Regions from separate parts of the Sus scrofa genome. Here region 2 is linked to region 1. A link is a contact called in public promoter capture Hi-C data. All regions are on one chromosome and are shown on one strand. Each heading gives the region's core, a stretch centred on a gene start, on an enhancer-like site or on the middle of the called end of the contact. The rest is flanking DNA. Distances are from core to core; before and after follow the strand shown.

Region 1 (7,456 bases), core at 2,393-4,892:
GTTTTACAAAAATAAAATTTAATATACAGAATACTGTAGAGATCTTTAGTATCTAGGGAACACCTAATATGAAGGGTAAAAATCCATCTGGCAAATAACTAATAGAATTCAATATGGTTTACTACAAATATGAAACATTGTGAGCGTTATAACATCATATATGGCACCACCCGAGGAATGCAAAACTCTATTTTTAAAAGAGATGGAAGAGTTAACACTCTAACTGCAGGTTGATATTTTGGTAACACTTTTAATCTGCTTGCTTAGATTAATATATTTAAAAAATAGATAAGTAAAAACATCATCAGTGTTTTTAATAATGGGTGATAGAATTTAAAGATGTGTGCGTGTTGTGTGGTTGCATTCAAGGCATGCATAAATTCCCCAGCCAGGGATCAAACCAAGCCACAGCAGTGATGACACTGGATTCTTAACCCACTGAGCCACCACGGAACACCTAAAGAAACTTTTTAAAATTTTATTTTCTATATATATGTTTAGCCATATTTTCCAAGTCTCCTACCAAAAGGGGGGGGGGTTCATTTACAATCAAATAAAAAAACTGCAAATTTTTTTACTTTGTTAAACTGTAATAACTCGTTTAGCAAACAGAAGTCGTTTCCAAGCTTTTTGGTGTCTTTTTCCCATTTTTAATCATGAAATCTTCTATAATCCTCCTTTTCCTTCCAGCGTTTTTTCAAGTTAAATTTACATTAATTTTGAAAACTTCCAAGACTTCCAATTTGGAACTTTGCAAAATTAGGCATGAGAAGTATTAAAACTCGTATTCATTTTATGACTAAAAGTGTCATAAAACACACAAAAAAAAGCTTTGTCGAATTATATATATGAGGGAGTTCCCATGGTGACTCAGTGGAAACAAATCTGACTAGTATCCATGAGGACACAGGTTTGATCCCTGGCCTCCCTATGTGGGTTAAGGATCCGGTGTTGCCATGGGCTGTGGTGTAGGTCGCATCCTGCATTGTTGCGGCTGTGGTGTAGGCCGGCAGCTACAACTCTGATTTGACCCTTAGCCTGGGAACCTCCACATGCTGTGGATGCGGCCCTAAAAAGACAAAACAAAACAAAAAAATTACATATATGATTCTTCTTACAAAGGAAGCAACAAAAACATAATTATCTCAACATCGGATACTGGGTATCCACTTACAAATATCTAATTTAACCACGGAGTCTGACAGAACTGAGTCTGAATCTCACCTTTGACATGTTACCTGCATGACTTTGGGCAAGTTACTTAATCATACTAACCCTTACTTTCTTCCATCTGTAAAAAAGGGAATGCTGTGTACCTAAAAGTGTTACGAGAATTAAATGAGATGTCTATGAAGTATTTAGTGAAGTACATGCCCTATATTAAGTCCTCAGTAAATTTTAGTTATTTCAAGAACAGCATTCAAGACAGTAAATATCATTTATACCTCACCCTTATTATAACTTTACAAGGAAAAAAACAGTGCACTAGAAGCACATAGAAAATATTTCTTTCAGGAGTTCCCTGTGGCTCAGCGGGTTAAGGACCCTGTGTTGTCACTGCAGCAGCTTAGGTTGCTACTGTTGCACCACTTTGACCCCTGGCCTGTGAACTTCCATATGCTGTGGTCAAAGACAAAAAAAATATATTTCTTTCATCATGATTCCACATAAACTTTCAGATTCTACAATTCCTGAATTACCACTATCACACCACACATTTAGTATGCAAACACTAAGTGCACAGGCTTAAAGAATGGGAGGAAAACATGCCAGTACATTATCAAGTGGTAAATAAACACAAGCCTTACTAAATTGAGTCATTAAAATCTGAATCCAGAAGTATGTGAAATCTATGGAGACGGAAATTTACACACAAGAATCATCTATCAAAAGAAGATAATTCCTAATAACCTCCTCAGCAGTGTCACTTGACTGTTTTTTTCCAAAGGAGTCGCCGGTGGTTATTACTTCACTCACTGTATATAATAAAAAAACTAAGACATAATGAAAACTATTTGTAATGAGAAGGCCTAGGTTCATATCTGTCTCTTAACTAGCATGTGAAGCTTAGACAAGTTATTTAAATAACTAAGCTTGGGAGTTCCCAGGAAGCTCAGCGGTTAAGGATCTGGCTTGTCACTGTTGAAGAAAGAAAGAAGCCAGCCAGCCTGAACTTCCGCATCTATAATACCCCCCGCGCTACTCCACGGGGCTCTTACTAAGATCAAATGTGAAGGCATGTAAATATGCTTTGTAAACTCAAGTATAACATGCGGCTACAGTTTGAAGTTCTTACTAAGACTTCTTTAAAAAATAATAAATTGTCTCCACTCATTACACATACAGTATCAAACTTCCTGTCACTCATTATTGCACGCCACAACAGTCCTCAAAGATCCTCATTTAAAATCACCAAAATCCATACGGTTGAAAGGTGCTTATCAGACAGCTACATAATATACCCGAAGCAGAAAGGTATCTTATCTTCACTGACATCCTACACATCAAGCATCAGGAGAGTAATTTCCTCTATGGACTCAGTAAAATTATTCGATAGACTCTAAAAAGATAAAACTGCTTAAAAAACAACCTAATTACCGTCAGCGGATAAGCAAATGCATTTCAATAGTCACAACTGTTCAGTTATGTATCCACGTATGTATTCAGTTTACAAGAGTCAGCTTGATCCAAAACAGCCACATCCAAAACACACACACACTCAACCAAGCAACACACGCACAAAACTCGGCTTATTGGTGTCAGGGATTAAGCACAAAATAAATCACACTGAAACAAAGGAATTCTACAGAGCACCCCTTCTGCGAATAACCCCGTTGGGCCTGCCTCGTCCCCGTTTAGTAAACAAATAATTCGGGACTCGCAAGCAGAGGATAAGGTTTTTAAATAGGGGTCAGTTGATTCCACTCAGCCGTCACCTGGCGGGGTATTTTTCGCTAAGTTTGAGTCAACAAAGAAGTTCTGCCGTGAAAGGGTCGGGCCCGCAGAGCTACGGGCAAAACGATATAAAGAAAGACAAAACCGAGTGGGGGAAGGGTGTGGAAAACGCCCCCAGACTCTGAGCGGCGACGACAGCGTCGTCCCCCGGGGCTGGCGGGACGGAGGGGTGGGGAGTCTCACCGGCCGCGGCCACCGCAGCCCCGACGCCCCCCGGCCCGGGCAGGGGCCCTGCCCTCCACGCGCGCGGGCGGGAAACGGCGGGGGGCGCCGAGGGGTCACCTTCTGTCCCCGCCGCCCCTCGCGCCGGGCTGCTCGGCGGGCAAACGGCCCGGGCGCCGGTCCCCCGCTGTCACCGCGCGCCTCCGCCCCGAGCCGAGGTGCCCCCAGCGCCGCCCGGGCCCCGCGGCCCGCCTGGAGCGCCGCAGACTGGGCGCGGGCCCAGCCCGAACCCGGGCGCGGGAGAAAGGGCGCGGGCGCCGCCGACTTACCTTCCTCGGCGGTGTCCATCTTGTCTGAGGGGGCGGCGGTGACGCAGCCGCGAAGCTCCTGTGGCCGAGGCCGGAGCCTTCCGGCCGGGGCGGGGAAAAAGGGAGGGGGAGGAGGGAGGAGGGAGCGGAGCCGGGCCCGGGCAGGTGTTTGTGCTCAGGTGCGAGAGAGGAAGCTAGAGGAAGGAGAGAGGGGAAGAGGGAGAGGGAGAGAGGCTGACAGAAAGCGGGCGACAGAGGGGAGGGGGAGGGTCGGGGAGAGCAGAGGGGCGAGGCCTGGGCGGGGCATGGAGGCGGAAGGGGCGGAGCGCCCCCAACGACAGGTGCCGTCATTTCCGGCCGCGGCGGAGGCGCGCACGCTCAGTGCGCGGTACCCGTGGGGGGCCATCCCGGCCCGGCCCGAGCAGCTGGTGGCCGCCGTCGTGGGCATTGGGCCTCCTGGACCTTGTCCTGAGGGTTGCGCGGGGCAGCGAGGCTGAAACCTTAGTAGGAGTTGAACTCTAATAACACTGAGGGAAGCAACAAAGAAGACACAACACGATGGAAGTGAGCAGCGTGAGCCAGCGCCTGACAGCGAGGCGGCTAGCCCAGCGCAGGCCGGGCGGCGGTGCAGGACAAAGACGGGTCCCAGGGCTGAAGAACTGTTACCTGGGACTTGTGAAATACGAGTTCTGCGCTATCGCGCCCGGAGATTCCGGTGCCGCGTGTCTGGAGCTGGCCCAGGAATATGCATTTTTGTTCTGCACGCGGGCAGTTCTGATGCATGTTTTGAGGAAGTACTAGAATGCCAATAAAATTAAAAAGTCAGAGTTCCCGACGTCACTCAGTGGTTAATGAACCCAACTAGTAACCATGACGTTGGGGATTCGATCCCTGGCCTGGCTGAGTGGGTTAAGATCTGGCTTTGCCTTGAGCTGTGGTGTAGGTTGCAGTCGAGGCTCTGATTTCCTTTGGCTGTGGCGTAGGCCGGCAGCTAGAGTTTCCATTGGACCCCTAGTCTGGGAATCTCCGTATGCCACGGCTGCAGCCCTAAAAAGACAAAAGACAAAAAGGAAGTAAAATGAAAAAGTCAGGCCCTATCATTACCATAGTTCTGCATTTGACTGGAAGAACTACAATAAACTGCTTAGGTTGGAGGTTGAAACAAACACCCTTCTCTAGGGGAAATCTGTTCAGATAGGGACAGAACTTGGTATACTGGGTTATGGACACTTAACCTGGCCAGGGCTAAATTGCTTCAGCCTTATGAAAGACTGAGCACGTTCTTTCAGTACACCACTTTTCCTCACCAAAGAATTATTTAGAAATTATTTAGAATTATTTAGAATTATTTAGAAATTATTTAGAACTATTTAGAAATTACTGATGAGAAAGGCCACCACCTTAGAATTACCTAAGTAGAACTAAAGATGTCTCTAATCCCAAGAAAATATATTTTAAACAATATGCAGATAAATTGCAGAAATAGATGCAAGAATGCTAGCCATCTCTTTTCTATCCGTGTGAGGAAAGGAATTGGGAAAATCTCCCACCTCTGAACTTCCTCAATCAGAATGAAACTGAGAATGAAAATAATGAAGTAGAATCCTTCAGAAAGAGAGCAGCCCTTGAAGACTAATGTCACTGATTTGACCAATGTCACTCATGGTACCCAAGACAGGAAGGAATTCAAGTTCTTGACACAATAATGGAGAACCACTGATTTCAAGGGTTGACCTTGAGAACTGAACACATTTAAGCTTATCCTTAAATATGTTTAGACTATTATTATCTCCCAAGAAATTGAGTCTGAAGGAGGCTCATTCCCCAGTCTCCATCCCTCCCACCCAACAGGACAAGCACTCGTGCCCTCTATAGGGCCTGTGGCAGAGCACTTCTCACTCAGCTTAGACCAGGGGCACAATTCAGGACCACCAGACCCAGTCTCAGGTGTTGTAGAGCAGAAGGGGGAAGGATTCTGAAGGAGTGAGACTTCTTGAAAGAGACACTAGTAGTCTTTTAGGACAGCTATAGGAACCTCTAGGCAGTAGAACTGGGTTAGGATTGGAGGGATGTGAGTGTTTGTGATGGGGCTGGAGGAATCCCTCCTTTTGTCTTCATGTGTTTTCCTTTATGATGCTCAAAGGAAAGTTACTTACTAGAATTGAGAATTGCCCCAACCTCTACTCATTCAGCCTTTGGAGTTTAAATGTAAGAGCCATCAACCAATATTTGCTGAGTGCCCTACAGAGTGTGCCAGGCATTGGTCCTCACAACAAGCCCTTTGAGATGCATAAGTCAGATATCCCTTGGTTACCAACTAAGCTGGTAGACAGAAGAGAGGATTGTACTGTTGATATGAGCAGACTGTGACAAGGGTAGTGGTCCAGTGGGCCTCAGGGATTGCCAGAATCCCTCCTCTGCCCCCATCCCCAGCTCAGCTTCTCTCCCCACAGCAGTTTCATGCTGTCAGATCAGCTTCCTCTGCATGGCTGGAGACAAGGCCACTGAGAGCTCTCAAGGTCATATTTTCAGCCTCACCAGCAAACAGGCTGAGGGTGATGGTCTCTGGTCTCAAGTTAACAATTCCCAGGCAAAGATGGTTAAATGGTCCACCTAGGTGACCATCCCTGAACCAAATGACTGTGGTTAAGAATGAAGATCTGGGAGTTCCTGTCGTGGCGCAGTGGTTAACGAATCCGACTAGGAACCATGAGGCTGTGGGTTCGATCCCTGGCCTTGCTCAGTGAGTTAAGGATCCAGCGTTGCCTTGAGCTGTGGTGTAGGTCACAGATGCGACTCGGATCCCGAGTTGTTGTGGCTCTGGCGTAGGCCAGCGGCTACAGCTCCGATTAGACCCCTAGCCGGGAACCTCCATATGCTCCAGAAGCGGCCGGAAAAGGCAAAAAGACAAGAAAAAAAAAAAAAAAAAAGAATGAAGATCTGGGAGTTCCTGTTGTGGCTCATCGGAAACAAATCCAACTAGTATCCATGAGGATGCAGTTTTGATCCTTGGTCTTGCTCAGTGGGTTAACGATCCGGCATTGCTGTGAGCTGTGGTGTAGGTTGCAGATGCGGCTTGGATCCAGCATTGCTGTGGCTGTGGTGTGGGCTGGCAGCTACAGCTCAGATTCAACCCCTAGCCTGGGAATTTTCACGTAACGTGGGTGCAGCCCTGAAAAGACAAAAGACAAAACACAAATAAATGAAAAAACAGAAAATCACTTACAGTCTGATAGTGGTTCAGGCTGGGGTTGTCAATGGAGAATAGAATGGGTAAAATTTCAACAAGGAACAGGATTTTAGCATCCTGGAAGATTTTCCAACAGTTAAAAAGAAAAACAGTAGCTTTATAGTGAAGACATCTATGTGAGCAGATAATCAAGGTTGACATCACAGGGATGGGACAGACTGACATAATGAGAAAATCGAAGTCAGGAATGCCTGCCTGAGTCTGGGCATGAGGAAACATAGGATGGAGGCCAGCTGAGGACCAGCCTGCAAAACTTGAGGCCTGTATTCTTTTAAACTCTCCGGATGTGACAGACAGAACGATTGAGGAATTGTTCCAGATTGAAGGAGGCCGAAGAGACACTACAACTAAATGCAATGTAGGAAGAATCCTAGACCTGAAAACTAAAAAATACATTTTCAGGACTATTGACAAAATTGAAACTTGAATAAGTTCTTTGAACAGTATTGCTGCACCAGTGCTGACTTCCTGACTTCTTAGGAGGCCCCTGTTTAGGGAAATGCACTCTGGAGTACTCAGGGGTAACAGAGAATCAGGACTGAAGCTTATAGTCAAACGGTTCGGAAAAAGACTAATTGTGGAGTTTCTGTCGTGGCTCAGTGGTTAACGAATCCAACCAGGAACCATGACATCGTCCTGACTTCATAACTAACCTTTCTCACTTGCAGGAATTTAAAGCAATATGCGGGAGTTCCCGTAGTGGTGCAGCGGAAATAAACCTGACTAGGAACCAGGAGGTTGCGGGTTCAATCCCTGGCCTTGCTCAGTGGGTTAAGGATCC
Region 2 (7,456 bases), core at 1,791-4,290, 43 kb after region 1:
AAAAAAAAAAAAAAGAGAGAGAGAGAGAGACTAATCTGGAGGTAACTTTAAAAAAAACCTTTGGAGTTCCCGTCGTGGCTCAGCAGTAATGAAACAGACTAGTATTCATGAGGATGTGGGTTTGATCCCTGGCCTCGCTCAGTGGGTTAAGGATCCAGCGATGCTGTGAGTGTGTTGCAGGGTGCAGACTAGGCTCAGATCCCACGTTGCTGTGGTTTTGGTGCAGGCCAGCAGCTATAGCTCTGATTTGACCCCTAGTCTGGGAACTTCCATATGCTGTGGTATGGCCCTAAAAAGACAAAAAAAAAAAAAAATTACTTTTGGGAGTTCCCGTCGTGGCGCAGTGGTTAACAAATCCGACTAAGAACCATGAGGTTGCAGGTTCGATCCCTGGCCTTGCTCAGAGGATTAAGGATCTGTTATTGCCGTGAGCCGTGGTGTAGGTTGCAGATGTGGCTCAGATCTCATGTTGCTGTGGCTCTGGCGTAGGCCAGTGGCTACAGCTCCAATTAGACCCCTAGCCTGGGAACCTCCATATGCTGTAGGAGCGACCCAAGAAATGGCAAAAAGACAAAAAAAAAAAAAATTACTTTTAGGTGCATGCATATACTTAACACTGGGCTGGCACATTTTGGCAAGACATACAGCTGCAAACATGACATCTCTCATATTAATGTGTTAATAAAGGAGTTAGTAATGATGCTTGGAGCGCTAAATTTAGCAAATAGAGAGAAAGGATGTGTATTTAGTCACATCTAGTCTTTCCATGTAAATAGTGATACCAAGATGCTGGAAGATGCTTAAAAACAGTGTCACGGAAACAATTTCATGTTTCCATGGAAACCTATGCTTGTCTAGAGGTTCACCCTGCAGACTATCTGATACTTGTCTTTCAATATCTGGGAACTATTTTACAATTCTGTAAGTTGGAGGTAAGTGATAGACAAGAAAATTCTGTCCTGTCTGATGAGGTTGAATTGCCCTCCTTCCCAATCCTGTGGGGGAAAAAACCAGCTTGTGTGTCTGCATTTTCCTTTCAACACTCCTTTACTCCATACACGTGTGCCCTTTTTTTTTTGGTCTTTTTTTTTAGGGCTGTACCTGCAGCATATGGAGGTTTTCAGGCTAGGAGTCGAATTGGAGCTGTAGCCGCAAGCCTATGCCACAGGAACACAAGATCCTAGCCGCCTCTGTGACCTACACCACAGCTCACTGCAACGCCTTAACACACTGAGGGAGACCAGGGATTGAAACTGCGTCCTCCCGGATACTAGTCAGATTCGTTTCCGCGAGCCACAATGGGAACTCCCATGTATACACTTTTTAAAATGTTTTTTTGAACTAGTTTTAACATCTGCCTGCTTTTCTCAGTAATTAATGAGTATTATACAACTTTCAACAGGTGTCATTTTCACACCTGTGTGCATCAAGATTTTACCTTTTTCCTGAAAATTACATTGTAGCAAATCAGATTGTCTCACAAACCTTACTTTTGTGCCTAGTCTTTTTCCTTTTTTTTTTTTTTTTTTTGTCTTTTTAGGGTCGCACCTGTGGCATGTGGAGGTTTCCAGGCTATGGATTGAATAGGAGCTGTAGCTGCCAGCCTACACCACAAGCCTCAGCAATGTGGGGTCCCAGCTGCATCTGTGACGTACACCAAAGCTCACTGCTCTCTCTAGAGCCTTGACCCACTGAGCGAGGCCAGGGATCAAACCTGTGTCCTCATGTATACTAGACGGGTTCGTTAACCACTGCGCCACAATGGGAACTCCGCCCTAGTCTTTTTATCTTATTGTCATCTCTCTGCAGAAAAGACCTCTTAAGAAAAAGGTCGGAGTTCCGTTGTGGTGCAGTGGTTAACGAATCCGATTAGGAGCCATGAGGTTGTGGGTTCGATCCCCGACCTTGCTCAGTGGGTTAAGGATCCGGCGTTGCCGTGAGCTGTGGTGTAGGTTGCAGGCGCAGCTTGGATCCCTCCTTGCTGTGGCTGTGGCATAGGCCGGTGGCTACAGCTCCGATTCGACCCCTAACCTGGAAACCTCCATATGCCGTGGGAGCGGCCCAAGAAAAGGCAAAAAGACAAAAAAAAAAAAAAAAAAAAAAGTCATCCTCAATCTGAAATCACACCTTTTCCAATCAGAAGGATCTTAATTTACAAGGCTCTAGCTCTTGGGTCCTAAGATTTTGAATTAAATTCTTGTGGTATCAGGAAGTGGCTGTTTTCCCACCGTTACTGATTTTTCCAATCAACGCTTTTTCCTGTTTACTTTCTCAGCCTTCCTCGGTGGCCAGTGAACCGGTTATCCCAATCTTTGTCAGGTGACCAGACAAAACATGGAGTGTGCGTTAGTGGGGGAGGTCAAGTACGAATATGTAATCATTTATTTTTTAAAAAGCCTGGTTTTGATGTACAGTAAAGAAGTTCCAGGAGTTCCCGTAGTGGCGCAGTGGTTAACGAATCTCACTAGGAATCATGAGGTTGCGGGTTCGATCCCTGGCCTTGCTCAGTGGGTTAAGGATCTGGTGTTGCCGTGAGCTGTGGTGTAGGTCGCAGACGCACCTCGGATATGGCATTGCCGTGGCTCTGGCATAGGCCAGGGTATACAGCTCCGATTCGACCCCTAGCTTGGGAACCCCCATATGCCGCGGGTGCGGCCCTAGAAAAGCCAAAAAGACAAAAAAAAAAAAAAAAAAAGAGAGAGAGAGAGAGAGAGAAAAAAAGTTCCAGAGGTCTCAGGAGTTAGGCGGACACGTAAATCTCCCCGCTGGCGGTCTTGATCCTCCTGGCCCCTCCTTCCCGCTCACTCCCCTCCCTTCTCCTCCCCTCCCCTCCCCTCCCCTCCCTTCCCCTCCCCTCCCTTTCCCTCCCTTCCCCTCCCTTCCCCTCCCCTCCCGGCCTCCCCTCCCCGCCCCTCCACTCTAGTTCCAGCCCCCCCCCGCCCCGCCCCTGGAGGCGGGGGCCGGGGTGGGGGGCGGTGCTGGGAATCCCGGACGGCCACTGGCCCGCCGAGATCCTGCCGCCCTCCGTCACCGCGTCCACTTCCGCCCCGGAAGGAGGCGCCTCCCCCTCGGCTCGCCCCTGACCGTCACCCCTGGGTCCCGCGGGGTTGCAGCGCTGTCGCCTCCGGTCCGGCCTCCTCCGCGCGAGTGGACAGCGGTCTTCAGGCGGCGGGAAGAGGTACGTGCGATTCGCCCGCCCAGGACCGCGCTGCAGGTCCGCTCTGGTTTAACTTGCGCGGGCGGTTGCAGGAGGCAAAGGAAGTCTTTGCCATGTGCACAGGTAATGGACCTGCCAAAATCCATTTTCAACACCTGCTTTTCTCAAAACAGTACATTGTCATCGCAGAAAAGCAACCCCTGCCACCCCCCCTTTGGCATAGTTTCCTGTACTGTTGAGCAGTACATTTTAAGAACAGCGTTTAAATCATACGGTATATAAACCTGTATTCCTTTTTTACACCTAACACAATGTCACCAGCCTTTCCTCTGGGCCACTACTTTTGAGTAACTATTTTTTTAGAGTTGAACATTTTGGTTGTGTAGTTCTTACTACTAACATAAAAGTATGGGGGGGAAATGAGCATATCCGCATCCAGATAGTTCTCCACGCTTTGCAGCATGTATTAAGGATGGCTATTAGGAGAAGAGGTGCCGGGTCTAGGGGTGTGGTGTCCTGGATGAGGCGTACTCATTGCCAGGAAAGACTGTAAGTTTCCCACTCAGCCATGTGGGTCAGGAGGCGAAGCTGTGGCCTCCACGGGCCTTGCTAACACGGGGCATTGGGATTTAGGGTTACTTGCTGATGGAAATGCCACCTGTTGTTTTCAAAGCCCATTTAAAGTAAGGTGGTCAGAAGCGAGCCCAACAGTCCGAGAAAAGGCCAAAGGCAGCCGCGTGATTGGCAAGTTCATGGGCCAATCTATCTTCATCCCATCTGGCTTTCTAATTACTGCTATCAAGGCCCCGTACCCTAAGGAGAACACAACCTTGACTACTGAAAAATAAAAATAATCTGAGGAGCTGATGTTCCTAAACCCATCTAAGGATAAGGAGGGTCTTGCCTTCTCTGATGCAAGATTGAAGGTCAATTGCTGTGCCAACGACAGTGTTTACCCAGGAAATGAAAAGCACCCAGCCTTCCCGTGGCCACCTTCTGTCCTGTATTATCTCTCATTGTTGCTTCTGATGCCCTTACAGGTGTTTCCATTTCTAAATTGCTGCCAGGCTTTAGCCCTAGGTTTCTTTGCTTGTTGCAATCCCATCAACGCCAATCCCTCTTGCTCCTCAAAATCTCTATCTCTGGATTTCCCGTCGTGGCGCAGTGGTTAACGAATCCGACTAGGAGCCATGAGGTTTCGGGTTCGATCCCTGCCCTTGCTCAGTGGGTTAAGGATCCGGCGTTGCCGTGAGCTGTGGTGTAGGTCGCAGACGCGGCTCAGATCCCGTGTTGCTGTGGCTCTGGCGTAGGCTGATGGCTGCAGTTCCGATTGGACCCCTAGCCTGGGAACCTCCATATGCCGTGGGAGCGGCCCAAGAAAAGGCAAAAAAAAAGACCAAAAAAAAAAAAAAAATCTATCTCTGTTTTCACTATTTCTCTTGGAGATCTGCATTGCGTTGGGAAGTGTGATTTCTGAGTTAATTAAATCTTTGGGGGCATGAAAGTAGGAAACCATGCTAGCTCACCTGTTCTTTACCACCCGTTTCCTGCCTTCTGAGCTCTAGTGAGAAAAGGGTAGCGTCGTTCAACTACACGCTTAAAAAGATAATTTTCCCGTGGCTCAGTGGTAACAAACCTGATTAGCATCCATGAGGACTCAGGTTCGATCCCTGGCCTTGCTCAGTGAATTAAGGGTCTGGTGTTGCCATGAGCTGTGGTGTAGGTCAAAGAAGCTCCTATTAGATCCCTTGCCTGGGTACTTCCATATGCCGCAGGTGTGGCCCTAAAATAAAAAAAAAAAAATAAAAAGACAAAAAAAGAAAAGATAATTATCAGTGCAAGGCAAAATCATGACACTGCTACAGATATAAAAATGGGCACGTGTTAAAGACACTATTTTATTCATTAAAGAGGGAACCAGGCAGATGTTAGAACTGGTTCAAAGAAGCAGCAGCACAAATTCGTATGGGGTAGAGGGTTGCCACGGGAAGGGACATCTTAGGAGAGAAGGGAGAGCGTAACAGCCCCTTGGAATTTGCAGATCAAACATGCATCCTTGGTCCCCATGGGTCTTGAGTTATAATTTTGTAAAGGCATTTGCTGTGTGAAGCAGGGCTGGAGGATATTAAAAATTACTCATCCGTGACTCTTGTTAAGAAATGGTAAGTCAGGTGTTCCCGTTGTGGCTCAGAGGGTTAAGAACCCAACAGAGTGTCTGTGAGGATGTGGGCTTGATCCCTGGCCTCACTCAGTGGGTTAAGGATCCATCGTTGCTGCAAGCTGCTTCATAGGTCACAGATGTGGCTCAGATCCAGTGTTGCTGTGGCTGTGGTGGAGGCCTGCAGCTACAACTCTGATACCACTCTTAGCCGAGGCACTTCGATATGCTGAAGACGCGGCCATAAAAAAGGAAAAAACAAGCAAACGAAAAAAACCACACCAAAAAATGGTAAGTTAGATCTTATTCAAGACCTGTGTTATCACCTATATCGTGATAGGTGCAGGGACCACTCCAGTGGGATTTTGTAATGGGAGAGATACCTTGGGCTCAATTCCGAATACAACAAGGAAAAGTGGGAATTTCTAGCCTAGGAGCAGAGTAGGGGTCGGTGGATGGAAGTAGGGATTCCAGTTAACCTGACTTAACAGATGGTTGCAGAAGACAAGCCAGGGTGATCAGATATCACTCGGGGTGGGGGAGGATGAAGAACTGAATCAGATATGGGGGTGGTGGATTGTGCTAAACCGACTTGGCAGGATTTTGACTAAAACTGGATGAAGCCCAACAGTCAGGGCCCAGCTGAGAAGAGAGTTCAGAGGGTCCTGACTGGAGTTCCCTCAAGGAGGAAGTTGCTGACAAGGGACCCCAAAATTTAGCCTATAGGGGATGGGTCTAGCACGCATGCATGATTATGTGGGATCGTGCATGAAAATTATGGTGGGAGTTCCCATCGTGGCTCAGCAGAAACGACTCTGACTAGCACCCATGAGGACACAGATTCGATCCCTGACCTTGCTCAGTGGGTTAAGGATCCGGTGTTGCTGTGAGCGGTCGTATATAGGTCACAGAAATGGCTCAGATCTGTCATTGCCGTGGCCGTGGCTGTGGCCAGCAGCTGTAGCTCTGACTCAACCCGTAGCCTGGGAACTTCCATATGCTACAAGAGCAGCCCTAAAAAGACCAAAAAAAGGAAAAGAAAAAATTACGATGGAATCATGTGTTTCATGCTGCATTCGGGGTGGCATTGCCAAAGGATTTGCCCATCAGTGTCTCCTCTGCTGGAGCATGTCCTGGCCATCCCTGGTGACAGGAAGAGAACCACAGATCTGACCTCAGGGTGGCTGGAAAGTGTTGCCAAGCCCACCTGCCATGACATAGAAAGGCCCTTCTTGGTGCCTTTTCTGAGGACCCCACCCTTCATGTCAGACCCGCAGTCGCATCCTCTTACAGGAGGAAACCTTATCACTTGTCATAGGAGAGAGTGTGTTTCAGTGGAAAAGCATCCGTCGACTGTAGCACACCCTCCAGGGCTGGCTGATTCTAGCCCTGTTCATTGCGTTTGAACTGCTTTGCAGCTCTTGACAGATTTGTAAATTCTCTCCTATCTGGTAGAGAATTAATTTGCTTCCTCCCCTACTGTGGAAAACTTGGTTTTGTCTCCTTTTAATATTCATCTCAACATCCCTCTACTCCAGATCAGTTTGTGCTCTGTTCTTTTTTTCCTTAGATCCAGTTGTAACATCTGCCTTATTTCCTCCTATCATATGAGTAAAATACAATCCTTAACATGAATTCATTTCTTTTTGTTCAGGCCACACCCAAGGCATGCAGAAGTTCCCCAAGCCAGGGATCGAACCCGCCCCACAGCCAGATCCTTAACCTGCTAGAACACCAGGGAACTTCCAAACTCATTTTTATAACTATACTGGAGTCATGGTTTTACTTTTTTTTCCCTGAAAATTATGTTTTAACAAATGTGTGATTTAGAGGGGCAAAGAGCCCAAATCCTGAAATGTATACACAGAAAATGTATGAGTAGTACAGTCAGTAGAGCGTCAAGGGTGTGTTTCCCAAGGCTCTTGCCCACAAGAGAGTCAAGTTTTGAGAGACTGTCAGCCCTGCCAACCATGGTCTTGGCCCAGGACACAGGCTGGGCTTGGCTGCTGTGCCACGTGAAGGGCCGGGCAGGAGGCCAGCTTTCAGATGTGGCACACTGAGACCTCCCCTGGCCACCACCTCTTTCTGCAGGAGCAAAACCTCTCCTGATCAGTCCAGAGAGTGGCTGTTTTGTCTGTAAA

The links. Promoter capture Hi-C pulls out the DNA fragments that hold promoters and counts their contacts.
Region 2: a promoter capture Hi-C map of liver shows a contact between it and region 1, with 3 times the contacts expected there. The contact joins the promoter of CMBL here to the promoter of MARCH6 in region 1. A contact is called at or near these places in 2 of 5 promoter capture datasets (both in liver), 5 of 47 Hi-C or Micro-C datasets (heart right ventricle, liver and skeletal muscle) and 2 of 2 datasets of contacts at active chromatin or transcription factors (alveolar macrophages and skeletal muscle).

Annotation. Positions count from the first base shown.
Region 1 is chr16:72,124,168-72,131,623 of Sscrofa11.1, forward strand. It overlaps MARCH6 (membrane associated ring-CH-type finger 6), which reads right to left and starts at 3,643. Exons shown (of 27, transcript NM_001130535.1): 1 at 3,447-3,643. The coding sequence starts at 3,465.
Region 2 is chr16:72,167,790-72,175,245 of Sscrofa11.1, forward strand. CMBL (carboxymethylenebutenolidase homolog) reads left to right here and starts at 3,041. Exons shown (of 6, transcript NM_001244350.1): 1 at 3,041-3,178.